2 separate regions of the Mus musculus genome follow, and region 2 is linked to region 1. Evidence: chromatin contacts called from public HiChIP or PLAC-seq data. All regions are on one chromosome and are shown on one strand. Each heading gives the region's core, a stretch centred on a gene start, on an enhancer-like site or on the middle of the called end of the contact. The rest is flanking DNA. Distances are from core to core; before and after follow the strand shown. Region 1 holds the start of Tmem201 (transmembrane protein 201). Region 2 overlaps Gm13067 (a long non-coding RNA gene).

The links. HiChIP or PLAC-seq counts read pairs in DNA pulled down with a chosen protein or histone mark.
Region 2: a contact with region 1 is called in an H3K4me3 HiChIP or PLAC-seq map of craniofacial prominence, with 3 times the contacts expected there. The contact joins the enhancer-like site here to the promoter of Tmem201 in region 1. A contact is called at or near these places in 3 of 39 promoter capture datasets (embryonic stem cells, frontonasal cranial neural crest and hippocampal neurons), 1 of 15 datasets of contacts at CTCF or cohesin (large pre-B cells), 1 of 484 Hi-C or Micro-C datasets (nephron progenitors), 12 of 115 datasets of contacts at active chromatin or transcription factors (craniofacial prominence, embryonic hindbrain, embryonic stem cells and 7 more) and 1 of 9 other capture datasets (embryonic stem cells).

Annotation. Positions count from the first base shown.
Region 1 is chr4:149,736,408-149,740,265 of GRCm38.p6, forward strand. It overlaps Tmem201 (transmembrane protein 201), which reads right to left and starts at 1,661. Exons shown (of 11, transcript NM_001284270.1): 1 at 1,428-1,661. The coding sequence starts at 1,540.
Region 2 is chr4:150,046,872-150,050,729 of GRCm38.p6, forward strand. Gm13067 (a long non-coding RNA gene) reads left to right here. Exons shown (of 7, transcript XR_390962.2): 6 at 808-2,394. Among named protein-coding and RNA genes, the nearest start is that of Gm13067, 19 kb to the left of the region's middle. Within about 2 kb of position 2,015, at least 185 of the 459 cell types and tissues checked have an H3K27ac peak or open chromatin away from gene starts, as enhancers often do. A contact at or near this core is called in craniofacial prominence, embryonic stem cells, extraembryonic endoderm stem cells and 3 more, where this site is marked.

The DNA of each region.
Region 1 (3,858 bases), core at 411-2,910:
CCTGAAAGAAATAACACGTCCCACCGGGCGTGGTGGTGCACGCCTTTAATCCCAGCACTTGGGAGGCAGAGGAGGTGGATTTCTGAGTTCGAGGCCAGCCTGGTCTACAGAGGGAGTTCCAGGACAGCCAGGGCTACACAGAGAAACCCTGTCTCGAAAAAAACAAGCAAGCAAACAAACAAACAAAAAAAACAACAACAAAAAGAAATACATGTCCCACACACACCTCACCAAGAACTCAGATTCCTGTCTCTAGCAGAGGCAAGGCATTCGTTGGCAGGACAGGAAGGGTGACAGGCAGCCAGTCCTGGCCACAACAAGTCCCACTCTGCTCTTTTGGCCAAATGCCCTGAGCTGGCAGAGGCAGCCAGGAGATGCCTGGCTTTTGGGACAAGCTCTGCTTGGCACATGAACAGACTGCCCAGGCTCCCCTAGGCCCAGGTAACGAGGGACTGCTTTGGGTTGGCTGATCTTAAGCGGTCCCTCTGACTCCCAAAAACTGGGTGGGAACAAGACAGGAAGCTTGGGTTGAGATCTAGAGTCAGGCACTCTCTCAGCCCCCCGGGATGTGGCCCCCTCTTTCAAACACAGCTGACATCCATCCCCTCCTTAGGTGCCGCTGACTCACCTACCTCTAACAACTTTTGCCTGCCCTCTCCTGCAGAAGAAATGCAGGGTTAAGGAGGGCGACCTATCACCCTGATTGCCAGTTCAAACCATAGCTCCTTGTCATCCAGCGACTAGGGTCAAGTCCCGAGCACTGCACATCCCCGGCTGTCCCAAAGAGGCTCCCACGAATGCGTGTATGTTCCTATCCTCGGGAAATGTGATCAGGTGAGCTATTCCTTCACGCTGCTGGAGAAACGACTCCATTCTGGGGTTTGACCACGGCAAGCTTGGAGTACTGGGGTCTGCGTGGTCTCTGAGCCATGACAGGCCAGGGTATTGATCCCAAAGCCCATCCGTGACATGTGTCCAAGGAGTACAGCGTACACCTCTGAGTGGACAAGTTCCTTAAATGTGTGGAGCGCAGGCTCCTGCCTCAGGCTGCTACTGCTCACACGTGCCTTCTAAGTACTCAGCTCCAAGGCTTCTCCGGGGGAAAGCTTACGCGAGGAATGTTATTGCTATCGCATACAGACCATCAAGCGCCAGCTCTCATCCTCCTAACCGATGGGCGGCAGAGGCCCAGCAGGGCAGTCCAGCCAGGAGCACGGGCCTCGAAGGGAGGAGCAAGCAGCAGCCCCCTCCCCCAGCCACGGTCGGCGGCTGCTCCCCGACGAGGCTTTTAGGGGGTGAGGGCAAAGGCGGTGGCGGAGAATGCGTCCCGCATTCGCGAGCAGGCCTGGTCCGCCCCTAGGACTCCGCCGTGGCCTCGCGGGGGCGGGGCGGCGGCCCGGGCCGCGTGCAGCGGGGCGCGCACTCACCTCCGCGCAATCCGGTAGAGCACCACGCCGGCGGCAGCGCACGCCGTGACCCCGAGGCCGCCCGCCAGGCCGGCGGTGGGGCAGCTAGCCAGCAGCGCGCTCACTCCCTCCATGGCTTCCGGGCCGAGTCGGTGGGCAAGGGGCGCGGGCCGCAAAAGAGACTCCCAGCGGCCCGCGCGCTCCAGCTCGCGCCGTGACCTTCGCCGCTTTGTAGCCGGCGCGAGCCCGCCCCTTGACTCGGCGCGCTCCCGCCGCGCAGCCAATCGCGGCGCGGGGCGAGCCTGAGTGGGCGGGGCGCCTACGGAAGCCCTCGGCACTGGCTCGGACGCGCCCCCCAGCGTCCACAGTTGCAAAGCCACTCTCTAGAGCTGGAAGGAGTCCCGCCTGCGCCTGCAGCCTGCGCACGCATGCATTTGCAGGTCCTAGTGCTGCTACCTTAACGCTAATCCTTGCCAATGCTTTCTCCACTTAGTCCTGCTTTCCTGGCGTTGGGCTAAAGTCGGTCTGTGCCGCTTCAGACGCCACAGTGGTTGAAAATTAGCTTGCACAAACACAAACGTCCAAAGACGGAAACGAGGTTAAATAATCACAGGATAGCATGTTTCGGAACATAATGCAGCCATTAGAGTGAATGGCTAAGGTGTGTGTGTGTGTGGGGGGGGATTGGTCCTGAAGGGATTATCCTTTTTTTTTTCTTTAGTCGAATGTAGATGATTTTCATAGTTGCCAAGTTTGATGAAGTCTGTGCACTTCAAATAGATTACCTCGGGGAGTGAGATGGAGGGAAGAGCCACTTACAGGCGTGCTTCAGCATTTACGTGAGCTAAATTAGGGATCAAGAAAAACTCACTGAGGCTTGGTGATGCACGCCTTTAATCCCTGTGGAGGTAGGCGGATTTTTGTAAATTTGAGGTCAGCTTGGACTACACAGTGAGTTCCAGGTCATCAGGCAATCCATGGGCTAGTAGGTAGGTCCTGTCCTAAAACAAAACAAAATAAAACAAAACATCTCTAGCAAGAAATATTTATACCAGGTTGGGCAGATGTTGTGGCACAAGCCTTTGATTTCTTTAAAAAAAAAAAGGTCAAAAAATTATGGGGCATGGTGGTGCACACCTTTAATCTCAGTACTTGGGAGGCAGAGGAAGGCAGATCTCTGTAAGTTCAAGGCCACCCTGGTCTACAGAGCAAGTTCCAGGACAGACAGGACTCTGATACACAGAAAAACCGTGTTTTGAAAAACAAAACAAAAACAAAACAAAAACAAAAATCTAAAAAAAGTTTATCTCTAATTACATACTATGTTTCTGTAGAATACCCCACCAACACACACACACACAATTTTATGAGTGTCTCTTTTTTTTTAAAGATTTATTTATTTATTATATGTAAGTACACTGTAGCTGTCTTCAGACACTCCAGAAGAGGGCATCAAATCTCATTACGGATAGTTGTGAGCCACCATGTGGTTGCTGGGATTTGAACTCAGGACCTTCAGGAAGAGCAGTCGGGTGTTCTTACCTGCTGAGCCATCTCATCAGCCCCTATGAGTGTCTTTAAGATCAAGTTCTCTGTGGGCAATGATGGCTTGAGGGTCACTGTAATAATCTCTCGCTTTTGTTGGCAGCTCACCTGTCCACATGTCACCAGTCAGGAAGGAAGGAGCAGGTTGTGTGCAGGGAATCAATGTAAAAGCCTGGAAGGTGTCGCTTGTACATCAGAGACAAGACCTTTCCCATCCTCCTTTTGCTTTCTATTAGCTCTGAGTGTGCCTAGAGTGCACTGGCTCACACAATGCATGGCCACGCCCACACATCATTCACTTTCTGGATCGGATGCCTTGAGTTCCAGGAAAGGTCTCCAGCAGATAGCTGTTGTCTAAGAGCTTCCTGAACATCACTCACACCATCTTAGGCACCGCATGACTATTGGCATCTCTAAGTCTTAGGCAAAGGGAAGGAAAAATGATTTCAGATCCAGATTTCAGACTCAGAACTCATCCAAGTCCCATGTGTTTAGGTTTTGGTGTCCAGCTGGCGAAGTTCCTGGAAGGTGACACAGGTAGAAACTTTAAAACTAAATAACACAAAACCACCAAAACAGAAAATCTCACCTTTTATGATGCCTGGTACCTACTGAAGCCAGAGAAGTTATTGGGTCCGCCCTAGAACTGGAGGCTGATGGTTCTCAGTCATCTTGTGGGGTTCAGAACTTGAACCCATATCCTCTAGAAGGAAAGCCAGTGTTCTTAACATATGAGCCATTTTTCTAGCCCCAAGTGGTAAAAACTTAAGAGGCAAGGCCTAGTCGTTAGTCACTGGGGTTGTCTTGCAGGGGACTGTGGGAGTTTAGTCTCTCATTTCTGCTTCTAGGACACTAGATGGCTTTGCTGTGCTGTATACCTGATATCATGAGCTGTGTCTCCAGAGGC
Region 2 (3,858 bases), core at 765-3,264, 310 kb after region 1:
GGCAGAGGCAGAGGCAGAGGCAGAGGCAGAGGCAGAGGCAGAGGCAGAGGCAGAGGCAGAGGCAGAGGCAGAGGCAGAGGCAGAGGCAGAGGCAGAGGCAGAGGCAGAGGCAGAGGCAGAGGCAGAGGCAGAGGAGGCAGAGGCAGAGGCAGGCAGCTCTCTATGTGTTTTTTGTCAATCTGGTCTACATAGTGAGTTCCAGGCCAGCCAGGGCTCCATAGTGAAACCCTATCTTAAGAAACAAACACCTTAGCCTGACAGTGGTGGTGCACGCCTTTAATCCTAGCACTTGGGAGGCAGAGACAGGTGGATTTCTGAGTTCAAAGCCAGCCTGGTCTACAGCATGAGTTCCAGGACAGCCAGGGCTATACAGAGAAATCCTGTCTCGAAAAAAAAAAAAAAAAAGAAAGAAAGAAAGAAAGAAAAGAAAAGAAAAGAAAAGAAAAGAAAAGAAAAGAAAAGAAAAGGAAGGAAGAAAGAAAGACCTTACTGAGGGCAGCCTCCAGAGCCCACCAGCCTCCTTTTACAGAGACCCTGAAGCTCTTCAAAGATTGGGCTCTTGCAGTGAGAGTGATGGTGTGGAATTCCTACCCACCTTGCAATGGCTGGGCCTGCCTGGTAGAGCTGTTCATCTGTGCCTGCCATGGGCTCACTCTAGGTCTCTTGAGACCTCCCAGATACTACAAGTCTGGGGAAAGAGAATGCACAGGCTCATGCCCAGACATTTCCTTCTGCAAAACGGGGAGGTGAGGCCACTGCCCAAGGGTCCTTGCATGCTGGGCCAGTGTTTGCCTCTCTCTTCCTCAGAAGAACTCCCTTTCCCTTCCGTGTTGGAGGAATCGAGTCTCTCCCTCTTGATGCAGAGAATTTTGCTCTGGTGACCCAGGACCGCTTCAGTCTCACGGCTGTGCTTGGCGCTCACTCTCACGGGGACCCTGCTGAAGTGTGAATTCCAAGCGCGTGGAGGACTGGAGATGACGTGCACGGGTGTGAGTTTGCAGCTGATGAAGGGATTTCTGACATATAACTAACCACCCAGGACGGAGACATAGAGCCTGTGTCACAATGGAGCCGAGGGCAGTTTGTCTCTGGAGCATCCTGGCTGAGCCGGAGATCCATACTAGCAGGGGACATAATCATAGGTGGAGTCCCCTTTCCCACAGGGCAAGGTGGTCTTCAGGGCTGTGCACACCGAGCCTCTCTACTAACCCACAAGGGGGTCCTGTGCCGGCTGCCCTGGATAGAGAAGAAAGCGTGAGAAATGGGAGGCGCGTGCCTGGCTCGCTGCCCAGGCTCCTCCCTGCAGCTCTCTGCTCGGTACTTCAGTCTAAGTTTGTACAAAAGCCCTGCCCCACTCGAGGTCTCTTGCCCTGCGCTCCCGGCTCAAGAGCGCCATGCGCCCAGCAAGTCTCCCTCACTCCTGGGACCGGCTCACCGAGTTTTAAGACCTACGGAGCTGGGTCGACACAAAATCCCGCAGCGCCACAACTTGGAGACACGGTGAGTTGGAGAAAGGACACAGGGCCACGGCAGGGTGCTTGTTCCTGGCATGAAAACCTGGGGCTACGAGGGACACCCGAAACACTCTGAGGTGGCAATGGCTCAGAGAAGACGCTTCCATATTTAAGTGATCTGGACGTGGAACTTTTCTGACCTCTCCCTAGGGCGCTATCCTGCGGGCTGAGTAGCGTGTTGCGTGTCCCTGTGGTTTCTATTTGCTTGTTATAGGCCCACTCAGGTTTCGGTCTCATTGCGGAGAGGCGAGGGGGTACCCGGAAGAATCGCGATGGCCCGGGGTGCATGCATCAGCCTTAGGGTGGTGCGCCCTGAAACTAGGCAGCGAGCGAGACAAGGGACGCTGCGCAAACTCTGAGCTCTCGCTGGGGGAAGAGCGGACCCGGGCAGAGCAGAGGCGGAGGTGCGGGACCCAATGTCTGCAACCTGCGCGATAGGACCCCGGCCTGGCTGCTCGGTGCCCTTACGGTGTCCGGCCACCTCCCCCTACCCCTCCCTATTCCCCGCCTGGCCAACGCATAGACCAGCGTGACCCGGGCGTCCGCAGTGCTCGCTGGCACCGCCCTCACGCGCCCGGCCTTTCGCCCACCTTGACCCACTTTTTCTTCCCAGGTGACAGAGATGTGGCCATACCGACCATTTAAAGCGATTCCAACTCCGGCGAAGCCTGGCTGGAAAGACGCGGCTTCCATCCCGGCAGCCTGGAGGAGGATCGAGCAGGGGCTGTGCCTGGGCTTGCCTGGACTTGTTCAGAGAAGGGCTGCTCCCCTCGGTAACTGCACAGATTGGGGGCTTTGGGAGACGTTGCCAGAACCTGGAAGCCACGGCCGGGGGCTACTGGGGCCCGGGGTCTGCGCACCTGCTCGCCGTGGAGCCCAGGTAAACACTGAGCCGGTGTGCTTGTCTGTGGGAAAGTGTGCGAAGGAGTCGGGAACTAGGCCGAGTACTTGAGTGGTAATTACAGAGAACTGCTGGGTTGTGCAGCCCTGGGAAGGCGAAGAATTTCCAAGAAGTAACAAAATGTCCTTTGATATCATCATCTCTGGAGAGAAAGGGTTCCTTTGGGGGAGTTTTGCTTGGGCCGATTTTTTTCTTCTTTGATCTTTGTTGGGCGTGAAGAAGGCTCTGACGCCTTTGGGCTGTGCTCACCAATCTGGGAGTTGGGCTAAAGCTGACGACTCCCAGGTCCTCTTTCCCACCCATAAATGGGGGCACTGACCCTGCCACCCAGACTTGTACTGAGAAATTTATTAGGCAGGAAAAAAAAGTGCTTGGGTCACTAAAGCTGTGTTCTGAAAGTGTGTGTGTGTGTGTGTGTGTGTGTGTGTGTGTGTGTGTGTGTGACAATGTAGTGTGTAGCCCAAGCTAGTCTTGAGCTCAAGGCATTTCCCGCCTCAGCCTCCTGCACATAGATTCCTATTCTAACGTTGAAGCAGAGGGGTTTCCCCCGGGGTGGGTGAGAGTGCCCCTGCTGGCAGGGGCTCTGCCTAGCCTGAAAGCTTTATTGTACTCCGTGTAGCAGGGGCCAACCCAGGTCCGTCCGAGTCCCGTCCCGTCCCCCCCCCCCCCCCCCCAAGGCAGCTCAAGGACAAGTTTATTAGGATGTGAGAGAAAACAACGTGTCAGGCAAGCAGCACGTGTTGCCGAGGGCCCTGGGAAGAGGACACGGGAGAGAAGAAGAGAAAGCCATGCCTTTTGCAATGGAGGTGGGCAAGCAGCTGTGTGGCAGGGGTGGAAGATTTCAGAGAAAGAGTGCAAGAAGGCCCAGGGTGCCAGAAAGCAGGCTTGAGCCGCAGTCAGTAACCAAGAGAAAAGGTGACCAAGAAAGAGGAGGTGTGAGTTGGGACTCAGAAAGCAGAGCAGGCAGAGCCTGCAGGGCCATCCATGCTCAGAAGCCTTGTGAGATGGAGGAAGCTCGCTCGCTCTCTCTGGCTGCTTGGAGGGAGGTGTTTCCAGGAAGGACGAGGGCATCCTTTCATCAAGGGGATAATTATTTCTCTTTCTTCTTGGCCTGTCTTCAGGAGAATCCAGTTTCCTGGATGTGGGAGGGGCAGGGGTAGACTTCTGGCTGGGTGATTGGCAGGCCCCACTGGATTAAAGCTTAAAAGGAGGAGAAGATAGTATGTGATGTTTGGGGGTAGCTTAGGATGTCAGATCTCCACTCCTGGCCAGAGGTGGAATTTACATTCTGTTCTTTCAACTGGGAGGAATTAGTCTTCCCTTAACGAGCCTCAACAAAGCCAAGATCCCTCCATTCTTTTGGATGGTATTTTAAATATTAAGGAGGCAATTTGAACGTTTCCATTTATTAGCAAAACATGAAGGAGGGATTCATCCTGAGTG